Regions from separate parts of the Anas platyrhynchos genome. Here region 2 is linked to region 1. The links are chromatin contacts, called in public Hi-C maps. All regions are on one chromosome and are shown on one strand. Each heading gives the region's core, a stretch centred on a gene start, on an enhancer-like site or on the middle of the called end of the contact. The rest is flanking DNA. Distances are from core to core; before and after follow the strand shown.

The links. A called contact is a pair of places that touch in the nucleus more often than the background predicts.
Region 2: a Hi-C map of liver shows a contact between it and region 1, with 1.9 times the contacts expected there. The contact joins the promoter of CAMK2D here to the enhancer-like site in region 1.

What each region holds. Positions count from the first base shown.
Region 1 is chr4:5,817,034-5,824,063 of IASCAAS_PekinDuck_T2T, reverse strand. It overlaps ARSJ (arylsulfatase family member J), which reads right to left. Exons shown (of 8, transcript XM_072036893.1): 2 at 6,675-6,774. Among named protein-coding and RNA genes, the nearest start is that of ARSJ, 26 kb to the right of the region's middle. Within about 2 kb of position 3,638, at least 2 of the 8 cell types and tissues checked have an H3K27ac peak or open chromatin away from gene starts, as enhancers often do.
Region 2 is chr4:5,971,371-5,978,400 of IASCAAS_PekinDuck_T2T, reverse strand. It overlaps CAMK2D (calcium/calmodulin dependent protein kinase II delta), which reads right to left and starts at 3,834. Exons shown (of 19, transcript XM_027456588.3): 1 at 3,685-3,834; 2 at 3,068-3,162. The coding sequence starts at 3,752. It also overlaps a transcript of ARSJ not described here.

The DNA of each region.
Region 1 (7,030 bases), core at 2,389-4,888:
ACCAAGGGGAGATGCACAGCTGAACGTTCACTACCAAAGACATGATGGAAATGCAGGAACACTGCCTGGGACATGTAGGGATTGTGTTAGGAAAGCCAAAGCTCATCCGAAGTTTAGACTTATGAGGGACATCAAGGATAACAATGAGAGATCCTACTGCTCCATCAGTAGGAAAAGGCTGAAGAATCACAGAATCATCCAGGTTGGAAAAGACCTCCACGATCACCAAGTCCAACCTCTGGCCTAACACTAACAAGTCCTCCACTAGACCGTGTCACTAAGCTCTAAACCTAAACACCTTTTAAGGACCTCTAGGGATGGTGACTGAACCACTTCCCTGGGCAGCCTATTCCAATGCCTAACAACCCTTTCGGTAAAGAAGTTTTTCCTAATATCCAACCTAAAGCTCCCCTGGTGCAACTTTAGCACATTACCCCTCATCCTGTCGCCAGGAGCATGGGAGAATAGACCAACCTCCACCTCTCTACAGCCTCCTTTAAGGTACCTGTAGAGTGCAATAAGGTCGCCCCTGAGCCTCCTTTTCTCCAGCCTGAACAATCCCAGCTCCCTCAGCCGCTCCTTATAGGCCTGCTTGCCCTGCAAGTGCCGCATGATGACTCTCAACATAATCTGCTCCATCAGATTCCCTGGCACAGAGGACAACTGACAAGCCTATAGTACCCTGGGGTCTACCCTCCAGCCCTTCTTGTAGATGGGCGTCACATTTTCTGTAATCTTTAACAGCAGTAGCCAGACTGAGCTCCAAATGAGCTTTGGCCTTTCTAATTTTGTCCCTACACTTCCTTACAACATCCTTATAATCCTTCTGAGTGGCCTGCCCTCTTTTCCAAATATCTTAAACCTTTTTTTTTTTTTTTTTTTTTCTAATCTCTAGCTACAACTCTCTGGTTCAGCCAGGCCAGTCTTCTTCCATGCCGGCTCATCTTTGGGCACGTGGGGACAGACCACTCCTGAGCCATTAAGATTTCCTTCTTGAAGAGTGCTCAGCCTTCCTGGACTCCTCTGCCCTTCAGAACCGCCTCCCAAGGGACTCTGCCAACCAGTGTCCTGAACAGCTCAAAGTCAGCCCTCTGGAAGTCCAAGGCTGCAGTTTTACAGATCCCCCTCCTGACTTCACCAAGAATAGAGAACTCTACTATTTTGTGGTCACTCTGCCCAAGACATCTCCCAGCCACCACATCTCCCACCAGTCCTTCTCTGTTTGTGAAGAGAAGGTCCAGCGGGGCACCTCCCCTGGTAGGCTCACTAACCAGCTGCGTCAGGAAGCTATCTTCCATGCTCTCCAGAAACCTCCTAGACTGCTTCCTCTGAGATGTATTTCATGTCCAGGATATGTCTGGGAATTTGAAGTCCCCCATGAGGACAAGAGCTGATTTCACAACTTTTGCCAGCTGCTAGTAGAATTCCTCATCCATCTCCTAATCCTGGTTTGGCAGTCTGTAACAGACCTCCACCAGGATGCCTGCCTTGTTGTTGGCCTTCCCACCGATCCCAACACATAGGAACTCAACCGTATCATTCCCAGTCTCAGCCTCGAGTTCCACAACATCAAAACACTTTCTAATATAGAGAGCCACACCGCCACCCCTTCTGTGCTGCCTGTCCCTTCTGAAGAGCCTATAGCCAGTCATTGCAGCACCCCAGTCATGAGACTGGTCCCACCATGTTTCAGTGATGGCAGCCAAGTCATAGCCTGCCTGCTGCACGATGGCTTCCAGCTCCTCATGTTTGTTACTCATGCTGTGTGCATTGGTGTAGATGCACTTCAGCTGGGCCATTGCCTGCTCCACGCCTTCTTTGCCTCGCTCTTCACCATAAGGCGAGGCAAAGCTGTCACCCACACAAGTCTGTGGGATCAGACAGGCTGTACCAGTGGTATTGAGAGAGCTGGACAGTGTCCCTGAAAGGCTGCTTGCTGTCACTCTTGAAATGGCATGAAGACTGGGGAGAAGGTTGATAGCAGTGCACTCAGCAGAGGGCCATCGAAATGGCTGGGGGCTGAAGGACTTGACTGAAGAGCCTGAATTTTCCTTGGATAATTACCTTTCCTTGCAGAGATAAAAATTGTTACATCATTTTAAAGGACAGGTAACATTTTGGAGCAGCATGAAGTTTTCTCTTTATAGGACTTGCAACTTTTGTGCCAATCTCTACCAAATAAACCACAATATGCCACATAATGACCCAAACTCACTTCCCATTTACAGCTTCACAACGATAAACCCAAATTCTTCTCAAGAATACAGAATTAAATATTATTTCAAAAGAAACCTGTTCTTAAATAAAAACATGAGTTTATGAACCTGCCTGAAAATCTTCACTATAACCTGAGAGAAAGAATCCTTCTAAATAACTCTTGCAAAGTATTTGGACAGCTGTTTAATAACAACCTAAAAATCCTGCTACTTGAGTTATATCAGAGTTTCTACTTGTGCTTCCAGCTGGCTGATGCCTGGTCTGTGGGGACTGGAGACAAGAGCCAAAGATACACTTTGCTCTGTGCAAGGATCAGAAAATGGACAGGTGGAGAGCCAAATCATCCCCTCCGCTTCAAGGTGCCTTGGGCTGGAACTTGCACAAAAACTGACCAGACAGCCTGGAACTCCATAAAGAAATGTAGATGCAGATGCCATGTGTCTGTGCATGTAGTCTGAGACCGCTGCAATTGCTTCATGACTCTCAGGTCTTGGACGCTGATGGGTGGCCAACCTCCCTTTGCAGATGAGGCTTTTCATCAGATGGATTTTGACCTCTTGTAGAAAACTGAGCCATGCAACCTTGACAGGCCTCTGCAAGTGAAAACTGACCTTGGCTTCCTTACAGAGAAACCTGGCCCCTGCGCCTGTAATAGGAAAATGTGATATATAAAAGTTCACTCAGATTTAGATATAAAAAAGGAAAAACACATAATGTCGTAGGGCTGGGTTAAACCACCTGAGAAGTAAAGGTCATTCCATATAGTTTGTTGGAAAAAAATAGCACTGGAAGCATGTTTTATTTGAATATGCAGACCTGCTGAAGTCAAAATGTTGTGAAAACACATGAATTTCACTTTCATTTTGTTTCATGAGAAAGCAGAAAACTGGTTGAAATGTCACCGTAAGAAGAAAATATTTTTATTATTAAAATACTAAACCTTTTTCTTCATGAAGAATTCTGAAATGCTAGCATTTTGCCCCATTCTTTATTGTAGACAGACTTCAAAATTTCTAAATCTTCCACTAGAAGAAACTCTGCCTTAGCACAGTTCCAAAATTTAGCTTGCCTGTTCCTAAAGTGTTTTGTGGTGTATGTCCTATATAACAGAGGAGAAACAAGATGAGATAACTAAGATAAACAAGATAGGTAAGAATGCCTCATGCCTTATTTCTTGGCCAATTCTTGTAGCATATATGGACTTTCATGTCATATAACAGTGCAACCATGTGACAGAACTCAATATCAGTTCAATCCCTCAACTGCTTTTATACCTAATCCTCACAATATTGAGGTTGCACAGAGACAACAAGCAGAAGCAGCGCAAGGCAAAGCCTTTGACTCAGCTCAGACTACACATATGCCTTAAAGACATGTTAGCAGTAGTGGTATGTTAAACACCAAAAATATTTCATCTTATCCACAAAGAACGGTTCATGTAGAGATTAGGGTTGTCCCGGGGGGATATCCCAGTGCAGGAGCTCTGTACGTGAAACCATTCTTCCCGCCTTGCTCACCGTACTGATTTATTCAGAGTTCTGCCTGAATGCATTTGCCTGACATGGAGTTTCTTCATCTTTAAGCAATGTTTTACAGAACCCACTTCCTGCCTTGCCATTGCCAGAAAAGGAGTTTCTGGTAAAATGAGAAACAAAGCATGTCAACTAAGCATTTAATGTAAATCAGTTGTGATCTTACATACTTCATATGGAAAGCTTCTCACTGATTTGAATATAGATCACATCAGGCCCTTCAGGTACTGTGCTTCAGAAGCCACGTACCTGGGCAGGGTTCACTTGCCTGTACTGCATGAACTGCGGGGGCACTTCTCCCCACAGTCGCACCAGGAATCAGTTTAGGTGAATCCATGTCACACAATTCATTCTTCTCATAACTGACTGTGTGTCTACATTGCCAGGTTAATATTTTGTATAGAATCACTGCTGTTCATTTTTTGGCAAATTCTAGCTAACAATTTGCAGAAGCAAACATTAAATTCATGAGTTTTTAAAAAGTCCTGTCTTTCTTTGTAATAGTTTATTCCTTCAATTTATTTTTTTTACTATTAGTGGGACAATTTTACAACCTATTCAATTGCTCCCACAAGCCATTTTTACTTACCTAAACTGTTTTTAAGTATCTAAGTTTCAAAATCCATTTTTGCATATTTGCTTCAAAGGAGCTGATAAAACTTAAAAGAGCTGAAAGCATGTGGACCTGCAGGGAGGGCACATTGTTCTGAGGGTATTAATATAAGCCTCATGTTTACAATGTATGTCTTTAGGAAGGATGCTAGAAAATACTCCAAGCTGGGACAAAACACACATCCTTGTCAGTCCTGTTATCTAGATATAGGCATGTGATGGTTTACTACAGTTTCAAAAGTTATTCTTGAAGGTGTGGTGCATTCTATGGATGTACAAAGGCCTGGACAGTGGCTATGTGCTTACTTCATCATAATGCATTTTTCCCTGTTAGCAGCAGCAACAACAACAAAATCAATGAAACACTAGCCTGCAAGATAAAGAAAGAAACTGAAACTTGATTTTGTTTCCTTCATGAGGACAAATTATCATAGCTTTTCTGTGCAGTAGGCTCTGTGAGTGTCCATGGCTTGCACAGATCTCCATCATCCTGCAGCATAACTCTCTGCTGTTATGCAACTGGCATTAACTGCATGAAGCCATGTCTAGGGCTTTTCTACTTTTATAACATTACTTCCTACATTTACCTGCACCTGAAGAAATACCCTTCTTTCTCCTGCATGCACTAATGAAGGAGAAATCAGAGAAAATGGAAATTAGGTGCTAGATATAAAATGATAGCATAAGTATTTAAAATCAAACTCTTGACGTCCACTAGCTTCCTCACCCAGCAGAAAGCATTACTCATGGTAGGAATCAAAGGCAAATTAATTCAAGGGCCAGAAACAAAATCTACGGTTTGCTAGGGAACTCCAAGGAAAATGTTTTTACACAATGAAAGAAACTCAAACTTGTTGGTACCATAAATTAAGATATCATACATAGAGAATTATTCAAATTATCTAAGAAGCTTGTTTCAAATACCAGAAGTTTCAAATATCAGAGCCTGGTATATGAAAAACCATTTTGTCTGCTCGTCAGATCCCTTTTAGAATCCAAATTTAGTCAGAACTATGTGCTGCAGAACTTACAAAAGGCCAAAGCATCCAAAGCCTAGCCAAATCGATGGCATTAAAACAAGCCACTATGGACCAGCTAGCAGCAGGACTTCCATGAAATTTCAAGTGTATAAACTCTCTTTTTGATAGAAATATATGTACAGAAGCGTAATTCATTCCTCATAGGTCTTTATGCCCCTAATGGTTGGTGCAAACTGAGCCAAAGATGTTGCAGTATAGTGTCTTCTAGGTTTTGTGAGTTTTATTTTAAGGTATTCACCAAAGAGCTGGGCAAATACCCAAAGGATATAAACAGTAGAGAAAATGTAGCAGGGAAGTTCTTTTATGCTACTTGCAGAAGAGTGTTTGCAGATCCCAGAAATGCATAGAGGAGTACTCTCAAAGCTAATTTATTAAGTTTATTATTGGACTTTAAAAAGGATTACTTCCACTGAGATATATTACAGCTAGTCTAGACTGTAACAGAAATCATGACTGCAGAATAACAAGAAGGGCAAACCATGAAAAAAGAAAGATTTAGATGGAAAGAATTCTACCAGTCACCGTTTCTCTTTCTGCCACCCAGAACACTATGCGCAACAGAACAAAAATGTGGGGCTGTGTGCCAAACCATTTGGATCTAAAATGTTTTTTAGGCCTTCAAAACAGGGGCAAGAGAGTCAGTCTTTTAGCTGGAAGCAGTAGCCAGTTATAAAACATCCTCAAATATAAGCTATGTTTTTATTATGTCGACAAAATCATGTTGAAGAATATCTAGAATGTATCAATGAACATAACTAGAAGCAACAGGGTAGCAGAGACAAGACTGAGATTCTCTGTGAGCCACTGGATTTTACGTAACTGGCTGAACAGTACAGAGGACACAAATTCTGGATTTACGGGAGGCCAAATAAACCACCAAGGCAGTAAAAGAAGATGAGAATCAGTGTGTCATTTTCTCCCTTGGATCATTTCAGAGGAAAAAAAAAAAAAAAAAAAGCAGCAAAATCACCACCATCAACAAAAAAACAGCATTAAAGACAACAGTAACAAAATAAGAAAGCAAACAGGATAAAAAATAATTCTTAGTGGAGAAAAGCAAAAAACTACCCACAGATTTGTTTGGAGATTACTGAAACAAGATGAAGGACAAGCCTAATTGGTTTGCTCTGCAGTTCACAAACTCATTTGCAAGTGTTTGGTAATTCGTACAAACTGGGTGGCTGAATCCACTGCACCCAAAAGTTATGCAATTAGATGTAGGCCTTTGGCAGAAGCTTGTGCTTGCAAACATCTGCAGAGTACACACACTTACCTGGGATTCCAGCAGCACAGGTCTGTTCTGAACTGTTTTCCTCTCTGCTTTCCAGTCTCAGCATGCCAGTTTCTGTCCCGGTATCTTTGTTCTCGTAACACTGAGGAACAGGCAAGAGGAACAACATGTCACAAGTCACAACCAGCCTTCTGCTCACATCTGTACAGAGGAGCAGGAGGAGCCCAACACCTGCCTTACCCAAAAGCTGTTTGTGTAGGTTTTGATGCACCATCAAAACTGTGCCTCTCTTCCTTTTATTTTTTTTTTTTTAAATAATTAAATGTCTTTCTTTCTGAGTGTGGGTTTTGCTATGCTGGTGCAAAAGAAAGCACAAAAGAACATCATTGCTGTGAGCA
Region 2 (7,030 bases), core at 2,585-5,084, 150 kb before region 1:
ACAGGGAAAAGTCACCTCACATTTCACTTTTATCTATATTGCTTTCTACACAAGAAAAACATTAAAAAGCAGCCTAAAACAACACAATTAAGAAACTGAGTCATGAGATAATTCCCATGACTTCATCAGCCAAAATGATAACAAACCCAGAACCAGCATACATTCTTCACCCTATTCCAAGTTTTCTGTGTGCTTGCTCACTACTGCACTTAATTTTACAAGGGTATGCTATGTAACTTCCCCACACACTTCCTAAAATCAGCAGCATAATTAAATCATGCAATCTTGAACATACCCTATTGATAGAATATCAGCAGCTAATTTTGTAACATGAATTTAATACTTAAGTTGACTCAGTAAAGAAAAACTCAGAGCACAGCAGGTGTAAGTAACTGGTCATCAATTTAAAAGCACAGAAGTTACTTCTGCAAAAATGGGTGGCATAGCTTCCTTTTCCCTCCAAATTAAAACGAGAGCCTGCACCTCTGCATGCAATCACTCTGAAGTTTCCCTGTAGCTATGCAAGGAAACAGAAGAGAACACACCTTCACTGGCATAAGTCTACGATGAGCTCAGTTCCTGTTTAGGAGGACTACTAGAGGGAAAGATACAAATAGATCTCTAAGAACATTTGTGGCTGAGGTGAAGCCTTCTTGGTTAGGGAAAAATATATTTTTATGACTGGGCTTTTTCCCATTAAATCATTTTTAATGATTTAATGATAAGCACATGAAGTTTTCCTTAGTCTTGACTCCCCTGTATCACACATCGCAATGGCTTTTCTTCAATCTTGCAAGCAAGAAGGCTCAAACTTGGCGTTGTGCTCCAAGGAGTTACATAGAACCAGGCCTGTACACGGGATGCACATTTTCAAGCTAAGAACCTCCAACTCTGTTCACAGATGAAGCTCACCCAATGAATTGTTCATATTCACATTATAATCTGTATTTCAACTAAGAAATATGAAACGAAAATGAACTGCTACCTCATCATAAAGCAGTTCATATGGAAACAGAATGAAACTTACAATTTAGATAGTAGGTGAAATGTGAAACGTAATGTAAGTTGTAAGCTGTTACCAACCCTGGCAAGGTATCACAGTTAGAGGATTATTAATGTTGGGAGTTTTTGCACTGTAAGTGATCACCTTCTGCAACTGAAGAACTGCCTAGTAGGAATCTGAAGACCTCTGCACAAAGCTTGTTCTTCAAAAGGTGCTTAGCAGATGTCTCAAAGTAAATGAATAATTATATTAAAAAAAAAAATAATAATCCAGAAATATGTGAAACAAACATGGGAATGGATTCACTGTATTCATGGACTTGGCATCACATGTGTGAAGAGAAGAAATGACATTTTGCAGTCCAGTTATCAATCTTTAAAGTATAGCCCCTTACTTTACGGGCTTACATGTTAAACCTGTAGAAAAATCTCTGCTTGAGTTGTGCCTCATTCCATCTGATCAGCTAAATTCTCCCCAACTTGCTTCCACTCATGAATCGATTACACCAAGGACCAACTTCGTCCTGCCTGAACAGTCAGAGAAGTACAAAAACTGAAACTTGAGAAGCAGTACATTCCAAATGATGAATTCAATGGTAGACTTAACATTTATATTAATTTAGCCTAGCTTTCAATATTTTATCCCATTAGACATAAAAACTATGGCACATGAATAATCTGGGGCTTATCTTGCTACAGCTTTTCGTGTTGAAAGACACCTTGATCTATAAAGTCATATAGACCTCGGAGATATATTTTAAGCATCAAAATTCAACAAATCACGTTATTGTTCTGACAAAAGAAAAAGGTTAATTTGTTCAAGCAAAACTCTGAGAATACCTGATGTCAAATATCACTACTTTCTGAACCTTTCTCCTTTTAAACCTGTAAACTCTACAAAGAAGTATTCTCAATTTAAGTTTGAAAAATAACAGAAAAATCTGAAGACTAAAATTCAGCAAAAGGTAAAAAGCATGTTTTCTCATCCCTTTCATCAGCTGAAAATGAGAGCATTGATGTGATGCTGAAAGATCCCTTGCGCATGCTGTTACCAGCACGTGCCACAGGATCATAGGTGGTACTTTATGTGTAAATTTAATGAATTAATTCAGGCTGCTGTTGCCTGCAGTGACTTCTTTGTGTCAAAAACAAACCAGACCATAAACATAGGTTTACACAGTGCCACTGCTTGCTTATTCACTTCCATGTTCTTTACCACACCACAAATTCATATCAAAACATAGATAACGTTAACAGAGAATAATCCATAATCCCTGACATCCTGGTACAATCACTTTGATGTGGATTTAACAAGGAATCGACATATCACCACTGAGGCTTGCTTTCAACAGCAACAACCCACAGTACACATATAACTCCCCGAGTATATCACAAAGACTTATGCATTGACACTGAAAGTATATAGGAAACATACACGTTATGGGGAAAGTACAAACATGTGGTGTAGCAGGCATTACTGTTGGGCTGTAACAGTGAAACATTGTACCACTTAAGCAGAATGAGTTGGGTTCACAAAGGGTTATTTCATAAAATGGTTGTTTCCTTCCTATAGCATCTCATCTCGAAGTTTAGTACAGGGTAGTAGATTACACTTTTCCTCCTGGATTCAGATAGGCCTTGATTTTCATTTTTAAATGCAATGGAGGCACTGAATTCAGTAGAGCTTTGACATACATTTAAAATAAAAGCTGTAATGGAAACTTATTATTTCCCCCCCAAAAAAAAATCAGTCTGCAAAATGCTTCCAGACTGATGTTCAAGCTATTTACATATAAAAAGAAGGAAGAAGTGCATTACTTTCAATTGCTTGAGAATTTGTACAGCTTTCCATTAAACACTACAGCAACAACCACACACCTCCAGCATCAATCCACAAAACGTTTAATATTAAAAGCCAAGCCACAGTCTTACAGGAGATGAAAAAAGGCACGTTATGAAAATTAATAACTTTAATTATCACGATTTGGTTCGGTTTTAGCGCTTCCCACAAGAACGCACAAAACAGGGAGGAGGCACCGTAAGCACTCGGTTAAAATATACCCACCCCTAGCCGAGAGCTTTTTGGTGTTGATGATTTTGGCAGCGTACTCTTGTCCTGTCGTAATTTTCATACATCTCCTGACGACCGAGAACGCCCCTCTGCAAACCAAGAAGCGGACAAAGTGTCAGCGGCACCGAAAAGGGGGGCTCCCTGCGGATACGGTGGCAGAAGCGTTCTCGCCGATTTCAGCGAGCGGTGCGACGCCGAAAATTTTTATAAAAAAAAAAAATAAGAAAGAAATGAGAAGAGACAGAGAAGGAAGGCGTTTTGGGGCGTCGCTTGATATCGATTTTATTCCCCACAACGGCAAACTCGGGTCGGAGCGGCGCGGCGGGGCGGCAGCCACGTCCACAGCCGGCGGGGCCGCCGCACAGCGGGGGCTGCCCGGTGCCGGTCCCCGTCCCCATCCCGGTGCAGCTCCCGGTCCCCCCCCCACCCCCCGAGTCCCCCCCGTCTCCCCCCGCCCCAGCCGGGCGCCAACATGGCGCTGGCGGCCCCCCGCCGCCCGTTAACGGCCCCCGCAGCCCCCAACCGACGGCGGCGGAGGAGCGGGGCGAACCCCACGGCACCCCCCGGGGCTCCCGGCCGCCTTACCCACCCCCCCGTCTCCCCGTGCTTACTTCCCGAGCTCCTCGAAGAGCTGGTACTCGTCGGTGAACCTGGTGCAGGTGGCGGTTGAGGCCATCATGAGGGCGGGCGGCCGGCCGCCGGTGCCTCCGGCGGCCAGGGGCGGCGGAGGGGCTGCGCGCTGGGGCAGGGCTGGGCTGGGCGAGGCGAGGCGAGGCTCCGCCGGCTTCTCCTCCTCCTCCTCCTCCTCCTCCTCCCCGTGACGGGGCTGCCTCGGCGCTCTCCCCGCCGCCCGGTCCTCCCGCCGCGGCTCTCCCCTCCCCTCTCTCCCACCCCCTAGGAAAATAATAATAAAAAAAATAATTATTTAATAAATAAATTTAAAAAAATGTATCCACGCAGAGGCGGCACCCCGAAACGGAAAGCAAAACCGCGGCTGGGAGAAGCGGCGGCGCCTCCGTGCCGCTCTCCCGGTGCCGTGCCTCCCCCTAGCGACCCGCGCCCGCCCCGTCGCGGCTCTCTGCTGCCGCCTCGCCGCCGGCTCCACCCCCACCGCGGTGAGCCGCGGCCCCGTCGGGGACGCTGCGGTGATGGCGAAGCGGGGAAGGGAAGAGAAGAAGGGGAAGGGGAGGGGGGGGCTGCTGCAAGCCCTGAGGAAACGGATGCACCTGCGGCCCGCTCCGCCGCGGCCGCCTGACGTCAAGCGCCGCCCCGCCCCGCCTCGCCTCGCCTCGCCTCACGGCCTCGCCTCACGGCCGCAGCACCGGCGGGGCGGGGGCGGCGGCGGTCGGCGAGGGGAGGGCACGTGCGGGGCGGCGCCGCTCAACGGCCGCCAACGGTCGCCGCCTCGCGGACGCCGCTGGGGAGCCCTGAGGGGAGCCCTGAGGGGAGCCCTGAGGGGAGCCCTGAGGGGAGCCCTGAGGGGAGCCCTGAGGGGAGGCAGCCCCCGCGGTGCGCCCGTCGGAAGGCGGGGGTGTCGTTCTCCTCACCTCCCCGAAAGACACGCTGGGGAATAAAGCTTTTACACGCTGGGGGGGTTCTCGTGAAGTGGAATGTGTGCGTGTTGCTGTTCATCTTAACCTGACGGTTTCCTTTTCTAAAATGTTTAACGCCGAGGTAATGACAGCAGGTGAAGAAGCACCTCTTCGAATTACAACCTTCTAGCCCCAAGTCCAGTCTCCCGACTTCAAAATTTTTGCCACTTTAACAAAACACCCCCCAAACACAGCTACTTTTGCACGTGCCACCAATGCATAAATTAATAACCCTGATCATGTCTCTGGCCTAGCCTCTGCCAGTGGTTATTTCCCCCGTTTTGCACAGCTCGTACCATTTTTGGGATATTCCTTCCCGATATCCTCAGCGGTGGCGAGTTAAGTAATGAGTTAAATTAACATCTGCACAGCGCTTTCAACACTCAAAGCACCGAATATGTCAGCTTGCGTTACCGCCAGAGCTGCGCTACGAATCGCAGCCTGTAGCACGCGTCTACAGCACCGAAATCCTTGTGTTGATGCGCGAGAAGCCCCACATCGGAAATACAGCCACGAAATGCATCCACGCAGGTCTCTCAAAGTTCCCGAGATCCCCGAATCGAGACCTCATAGCAAGCGTTAAAAATCCGCCAGCTCTTCCCTGAGCTAACGTGCACGCAATGTGAGCGCGTGAGCCTGCCTGTGAGGCGGTTTTCCTGCCTGCGAGGCGGCTTTCGTGGCGTAAAGGGGGCCGTGGAGGGAGGCTTGGAGCTGTGTGAGCGCGCACAAAGCATTTACTGCCCGGTTCCTCTCCAGGGGACCCTTATGTGCAGCAATGTGAGAGCAAAAAGACCAGAGGATGTTTCAATTTAGACCAGCAATTTACATTGGAGCAAGAATGAAACTGCTCTCACATCAGTGAAGGGAACGTGCATAAAAAAAAGCATACAGAACAGTAGACTATTTCCTTGTCTCCTCTAACAAAATTATAACACAAGTTGTGCATAATTTTGTATAAATCTGCATAAATAACACAATCAGCAGTACTGAAACCTCTGAGTTGTCTGACGATTGTAAGTATTTACATTACAGGGGCATGTCTGGCAGGTTGCTATCTCTGTATTTGTAGACATGCAAAAATTGAACATATTCCCCTGTCCTATCTCGTTTTTTTTTGTAACAGTGCATTCTGACAACAAGCATTTGGTCAGAGTGTTTCTTAAGACGGTGCCATACATTTAATTCATCATAAAATGTTCAGTAGAAATTCTTAAAGTCCATTCACTTTCTTTTCTTGCCACTGTTTTGTTTAGCAATGACATTACAAGAATGCATGGTCCCAAGTGAGATTCAAACAAAAATTCCATTTATTTTTTTCCCCTCCTTCCCAATCTGGGAAAAAAAGAAGAAGAAAAGTCAGGAGGAGGCCAAGGAGTCCTAACAGAAATATCAAGCATGAAATTTATTATAGGAGTTCAGGAAAGAAAATAATTGTTTGTAAGATCAGTATCATAGGACTTGGAGATTGTCTATAGGGACAGATACTAGGGAAATGATGATTACCTTGGAAACACTCTGTGGGGAGGCTTTCTTCTTGTTGCAACAATCCTCTCTCGAATGCAGCTCACTCTTGAGCTGAGGCAGAACTGGAGCTTGTAGCTGCCATTTAAGTACTCCATAAATTCTCCAAATTGTTCCTGAACAGGCCAAAGCCTCCACAATGGCAGCCAAGGACCTGGCCCTCTAAGTTAACTTCCAAACCCTGGTTCAAGGTTCAGGTTTCCATTGAGACCACAGAAACTGTGGTTGATCTGTGGTTGATCTCATGGATACAGAAAGTCAGATCTCAATAATGAACTAAAACAGGCTTTAAAAAATCCCAGAACGTGTGTCTCTTCTCCAGGAAAAAAAAAAAAAAAAAAAAAAAAAAAAGAACTGTAAATAGTTGAAGTCTATAAGAAACTGAATAGCTGTTCCTCTAAAGTTTCTGAAGTTTAACAAAATGTTATAGCTTCAGTTAAATGTTATTTAACTTCAGAATCTGAAACAATATTTATGGTAGCAAAGGAAATTGTATTTATTTTTAAAGTATGCTATTCAGCAAGGTCTTCCCTTTGTATGGCTTCATTTTTAGACAGCCAAAGTGAGGTTTTCATTTTCTTTCTGATCTTGCAAATACAGATTTTCAATTTGCTTGTGTTTTGAAGGAGTCAGAAAGCTTTTGAAAGGTCATTTGTGTAGCCTGCTCATTATGAGCAGTGCAGGGAATATTGTATATTTAGTTCATGAACAAATTCAGAAGCCATTTACAGCAGAGGTCTAGACAGAAAATGGCCTCAAAACCTCACTAATCTTAGGTTTAGAGAAATAGCTGCTTTATGACCAGATGGTTGAGAACTGCTAGCAGCCCTTGGTCCTTCCCAAG